Regions from separate parts of the Xenopus tropicalis genome. Here region 1 is linked to region 2. Evidence: chromatin contacts called from public Hi-C data. All regions are on one chromosome and are shown on one strand. Each heading gives the region's core, a stretch centred on a gene start, on an enhancer-like site or on the middle of the called end of the contact. The rest is flanking DNA. Distances are from core to core; before and after follow the strand shown.

Region 1 (3,269 bases), core at 382-2,881, 160 kb before region 2:
AAATTATCGCGACTTTTTCGTTACCAATACGATTTGCGCGAAAAAACGCGAGTTTTTCGTAGCCATTCCGAAAGTTGCGATTTTTTCGTAGCGTTAAAACTTGCGCAAAAAGTTGCGATTTTTTCGTAGTGTTAAAACTTGCTCAAAACGTCGCGCCTTTTAAGTTTTAACGCTACGAAAAAAGCGCAAGTTTTCTCGCAAGTTTTAACGCTACGAAAAAATCGCAACTTTCGGAATGGCTACGAAAAACTCGCGTTTTTCCGCAAAAATCGTATTGGTAACAAAAAGTCGCGATAATTTTCCGAAAAAATCGCGAAATACCGATCATTACGAAAAAAACGCAATCGGACGCATTCGGCCCGTTCGTGAGTAAGTAAATGGGCCCCTAGGTCTTTGGTCCTGTGACCACACCTGTTAGAGGTTAACTACAGGATTCAGTTAGATAGTTCAGATAGATAATTTATAGTCACCCTAGGAGTGAAAGGGTAGATAGGGTATCTAGTAAGGGCAGTCTGAAGCCCCTCCAAGGAGATTAGTGAGGTGATTACCTCCCGGCATTACTGGCCGTAGTTCAGGTATATCAAGTGGCTCAGGTGGTAGCCAGTTCTAGTAAAGGGAAGATTGCCTAAGCGAGAGGGTCTTCTGGCGTGAGTACCAGGGAGAGTCCTAAGAGAAAGGGTCTCTTGGTGGGAGTACCGGGGAGTAGTCCTAAGCGAGAGGGTCTCCTAGAGGTATGGGGAGATATACCTAAACCTGCATATTATATTACTGGATACTGTTTGGATACAAAAATGAAGTTTATTTGGTTAATCAGCAACTCCCAGTCCCCTGGTCAATTCCTCTGCAAGTGGATCCTCAACTGCCTGGTAAGCAACCACCCCAAGGGGGCAAGGTCCCAGGAGTTGCAGGGAGTCCGCTACATGTGGAGGCCTGCACAGATTGACCTAGAGAAGTTTCCCAGGGAGGGGTACAAAAGTCAACCTGTCCCCACCCTGGGTGGAGGCACGCCAGTTGTATCTGCTCCCCCATCTAAGCGGGGGCACAGGACTCCTGTAGCGACACACGTGCTAGATCTCATACAGTAGCAGAAGAGGGCTACATTTATACTAGATAAACCATGACCTGGATGAATGAAAATTTTCATAGTCATATTGCCATTTGTTTCAGAGAGAATACTCTAAAACTGGTTCGGGAATATGAAAGAACAGCAACATCACTAGTGTATTTTTACGCGTCCTTGCTAGTGCTGCTACCTTCTGAGGCGCTGAAAAACCCGGCTGCGATTTACAAAACCTTCAAGTTTTCAGAAGACTTCAATCAGCTTGAAAAAGGAACTAAAATGTTCTGAAAGCTTGCTATGGTTATCTTAGTTAGCCAATAAAGGTATCACCTTTATACCACTTTTGTTATTTTTTATTTCAAAAGGGTTACCCTGTAAACAGAAGACTTCACAGACACCATAGTCTTAATATAGCTGGCTCAGAACGGATGAAGGGCGTGGCCTAGGCATCCCAAGGTGTGATCTTAATGTTTGGGGCGTGGTTACAGAGCTGTCACAACTTGCGCAAAAGGTTCTATACAAGTCATACTGTCATTGTGATGCTTCAGTGAAACTGGTTAGTTCTGAAAACGACGCGCCTTTCTAGTAACAAGGCAATCCAGATCGGCGGTTAAGTTATAAAGAAAACTTCACAGTTCCTAGCAACTATATTTGCCTTGTTTTATTCATAGGCTGTCTACCGACTGTGGAAGATTGTTACACGTCACTTACATGACATCCTCTGCACACAGCGTCAGCCATCTTTTAAATGGGCAAACCAAAACCCTATAAATAAAAACAATGTATAAGAGTTCAGGAAACAGCAATAGGATAAATTAAACTGCACTGCAACTTTGAGAATACTTTCGCTTTGGGACATACGCTTCACAAATATTTTTGACTATTCAAAGCGGCGTTTACCTTGGCTGGCTGTCGCCATAGTAACCGCACTTCCTTCCCAATTGTCCCAGGGTACAGTGCGGCGCAGGAAGCTGCTGCTGATCCTGCAGAGATGGATGAGGAAGAGTTGGAGGTTGTGGAGGAGCTAGAGGCAGTATTACACCTGTCCCCGGAGGTGCAGCAAGCTATCGAGCAGGTACGATACAACTTTCAATGACGCTCTCATCGTTATGATAGGAGCGGCCTATGGTTATTGGTCAGTGACAAGGTATGGTAGAGGGTGCAAGTCTTATACGCTGTCATTGTGAGCCTTTCCTAGAATAGGGTTGTACAACTTCTGTGAAGCATTATTGGTTTCATTCCTGGCACAGTAGGTTACTGGTTTGTTGCTTTTCAGGCATCTAGAAATATCGAGAATCAATAATTCTGCTATGTTTCTGCTATGGATGATATACAGTGCCATAACATGTGAGACAGCTGGTAAGAATCTCAGCATTGGCCATATAAACATTGTTAAAAAGAGTTATAGATTATGAAAGAATTCTATGTATGGTTATACCAGTAACTGGGAGATGTTACATTTATTGCCTGTGGCCTGTCTGTTTCAGTGGATTTTGCAACATTTCTTTATAATCTGGCTCTAAGAGGTTTGTATTATGGGAATGTATGGAGCACTCTATCATGTCTCTGAAGCAGAAGCCATATGGCAGGAACTATATTATATTCAAAAGTGTTCATACACCTGTCTGTACAGTATCAGGGTTATCAACATAAAGCTGACCCTCCCTTTGCTGCTGTAACATTTTTTTCTTCTTTGAGGAAACAGATTTTGAAACATGTTGCTAGGATTTTCTTCCATTAAGCCGCAAAATCATTTGTGACCCCCAAATCAATTCTGTTTAAACCTTGCTTTATGTATAGGAACATTATGGTGCTGAAACAGGAAAGTGCATTCTCCAAACTTTTGTCATTAGCATGGAATGATAAAAATATCATTGTATGCTGTAGTATTAAGGTTTTCTTTCACAGAAATGATGAACCCAAACTCTAAAGAGACCCATATAATTATTTATCCTCCAACATATGCTACAGTAGATTTTTTACACAGCCAAATCTAAGTCCGAATGCTAAATTTACCTTTTCAGTGAATACATTCACATTTCTTGAGTTCAATGATGCTAACTCTTGGCATTTTGTATGTGAATATTCCATATATAAGCAATTAAATAAGTGAGTTTAGTACACCTTGCATAAAAGGAGGATATGTTTACCTTTTAAAAGATCATAGTAAAATGGCATAGTTTAGATGATCATTTTAGTGATATCTTCT
Region 2 (3,263 bases), core at 221-2,720:
CGTGTGGATTTTGTTCTTTATTTATTGTGTGTTTATACCCCTTTGCTTATGAGGAAAGCTTATGAAGAGCCAAAGGTAGTGGGGTATAAACACACTGGGAAAACGCCCTCACAAAATCACACTCGCATTCCTTTATAATCCTGTTCTGCACTTGGTGGGGGAGAAACTCCATGGCAGCACACAATTACATATCACCTACATGATCTACCTGCTCAATTACAAGGAAAAGAATGTGACAAAACCTCTTTTTGTTGCTTTTTTATTGGTGTTCGCAATCCAGTATATTTCACAACACAAATGCTCCCGATTCGTATCTTAGTGAACTATGTTAATATTTTTTTTTGCTGTATCAGAAAACAAAATTCAGTCCCTTCTTTTCCTCTGCTGGTTAGGTATAAAAATGTCCTATATAATATTTTCAGTTATCAGGATTCAATAATAGCCACAATACTCACACTGTCTGTTCACAGCATTTAATAGCTTGTATCTGCTCGCTTTTATATTTTTGCTGGCAGCTCTGAAGGATGTGACTGTGCTTCTCATGACTGATTACTCCTAGTACAAACAAGGAAATGGTATAGATCATTCATTCTTTGTCACCACAGAGTTCATGGGTATGCCCTGACAAACAGCGGAGTTTATTTTTCATATACTTGTGGGGAAGATGGTAGAAACTGTGCCAAAGGTTGACTCAAGCTTACTTTACAAATTAGGGACACTTCTAATAATTGCAAGGTTCCTGGGCTGAGCCATATAAATTACAGACTGAGGTAGGTGTAGCTTTTGGGGGCTTTGTAGGTAGTGCTGCAGGGAGCTGAAGAACAACGTTTAGCTAACAGGTGGGTGATAGGCTGCAAAAGTGCATTGTGCCTAATTTTTAATTAAAAAAAAGCATAGTTTTTATGTCTTGTACTGAACTATGCAGAACGATGCACAAGTAATCTTATTGTACACTTCATCCCACCTTTTTGGTTCTTCAGAGCTATTGTAGGAGGAATACAAGACAATGAATTAAACAACACTTTGCAGTTAAACACCCCTTATAATTAGCTGAAACATACGCACCAATTTGAGACTCAGGCAACAATAAGGGAAAAGGAGGGGCTTGTTTATTACAAGAGCATTATATATATTTTTTTTAATTGACCTACCTTGCTTCCAGAAAATGCAAGTAGGTCCTACAGCAATAAACAAAACAATGATCCATTAGCATCTTACAATAAAAAATCAGGAATTTTGTGTAATTAAAAAAAAGGCAGAACTCATACAAATTCTTTTTATTTAGCCCTAACTTAACATATTGCCCCTTTAATTACAGTATAAGGTCATATTTTAGACACCTACTGTATGTGTCAGGTCATGAAGCACATTGTTTCATAATTTATTTTGTCTCTTCAGTTCCAACAGCATAATCTTGGGTTCTGTAAATTGATAAACTTTTGATGGGGCTGCATGTTTAAAACTCTGTTACATTGTTAAATATTATTAGGTTATAATAGCATTAAACATATATATATGTGTGTGTGAATGTATATGTATGTAGAAGAAAATTTGTATTTGCTTTGAATTATTATTTTGATCCCAAAATAGATATATTCAGCAATGCCAATTAAAGCCATTTCAGTTCATTCTCCAGCTATGAATGAGAGTTGCCGTGACAACAAGTCCTCCATCATCATACTGGCGACTGAGTACGCAGATAGAGGAAGAGGCCTGAATGTAAAGTGATATTTCAGTCTTTTCATCTCATAAAATAAATAATGAGCCTTGATGGAAATACTGGAAGTTCTTTGTGTACCTGAATAGAAATGTATTTGTTCCAAAATACAATTCTGATCACCAATTCTCATTTAAATTGAATAATAAAATCTGCATTGCACAGTAAAAACAACAATGATAATATGAAACCTGCAAGTTTTTCCAGAAAAAAATCAATTGCTGACACGGAAGTTATACTTTTCTCTAAAAATAAACTTTCGCCTGCTCCTCATAAACAATTGCTTCCCCCAGGAGACCTTTTCATTATTTAGTATTGGGTCTTCTCCTGGAGAGGCTTGTCACACCAAAGCCTTAATTACATGCCATCTTTCTCCTGCTGCATTCTATTAAAGTGACAATGACACTTTAAATAGAGGAATGGCTTCCTGACCTTTTTCAGTTCATGTACATATTTTTTTCTGTATATAGATGTACAAGATTGTAATTTGTACTGTGGATCTTGTCTATGTAATTTACACATAGACAGGCAGATTGATCTTAGAAGTGGGATACCCTGGGTGGATACCCTGCTGGCATAATGTTATTGAATTTAGTCTCCACTGGGTCATAGATATTGCTGAGTATAAATTGCATAGTCAAGAGCATTTCCTAAGAGTTTAGACACCAATGTATTAATAATATTATTCTACCTATTTTAAATCTCCTGTACTGATTATTACCGCAGTCTAATTGCAATGTATACAGTCTGTAACTTTTCATTCTGTGTTATCAATAAACTCCATTTTGCTCAAAAAAAAGAGTTTCCAGGAGCTGCTATTTGCCACCTCTTGTAAACTGTGGCCTGAAGCAAAAATGCTTCTTTAACATTCATAAACATTATTTCCTGGCCACTTCAAGTCAGCAAAACTATGGTATTCACTCTGCATCCATATCCCGGTTAGCACTGTCCCTCCCCAAAGTCAAAAATGACCCTTAACTCTCTTAACTATTCATCTCTTTTGCTTTATCTTCATTCTGGTTAGCATGGGCATCTGTGATTATCAATCCAATGCTTGAGAAGGATGGCAAATCCTGACGGCTATTCATTTAGTAGAATTATTGCATGAAACCCCCTCATTTGGTATTCCCTATTGGAGGCCACCCTAGGTTAGTGATCAGAAAGGTTGCTACTGGGGCTTGTAGATTCACGGCACCTGTTGGGGTAAGTGCACACTCTTGCTCCTAGTAGAGTTCAGTAGACGTGTGGTTGTTACTGCTCATTCATGGGCAGGCCTGCCAATTTTCAAAATAGCAGACACTGATGATATTAGAGCAGTAGTGGCAGAGTTGAAGATGGCTGTGGCTTTTATGTCTGAAGCAGCGGTGGATTTGACTCGGCTGGCATCTAGATCTATAGCAGTCTTTGGCTTACGGCTTGAGGTGCGGACACAGAATCCAAGTTAAGTCTCTGTGCCTTGCCATATGTGGTAGGAAACCTATTTGGTCCAAAGTTAGACAAAGTTATTGCTAAAGCTACAGGAGGTAAAAGTACCTTATTACCACAG

Evidence for each region. Hi-C and Micro-C count contacts between places; a contact is called where the count stands out from the background.
Region 1: a contact with region 2 is called in a Hi-C map of neurula embryo, with 2.6 times the contacts expected there. The contact joins the promoter of vps53 here to the promoter of c2h17orf97 in region 2. A contact is called at or near these places in 4 of 5 Hi-C or Micro-C datasets (brain, gastrula embryo, neurula embryo and 1 more).

The regions. Positions count from the first base shown.
Region 1 is chr2:96,289,048-96,292,316 of UCB_Xtro_10.0, reverse strand. It overlaps vps53 (vacuolar protein sorting-associated protein 53 homolog), which reads left to right and starts at 1,631. Exons shown (of 22, transcript XM_002934343.5): 1 at 1,631-2,135. The coding sequence starts at 2,052.
Region 2 is chr2:96,132,179-96,135,441 of UCB_Xtro_10.0, reverse strand. c2h17orf97 (protein LIAT1) reads right to left here and starts at 1,470. Exons shown (of 5, transcript XM_031896964.1): 1 at 1,345-1,470; 2 at 1,152-1,178; 3 at 456-555.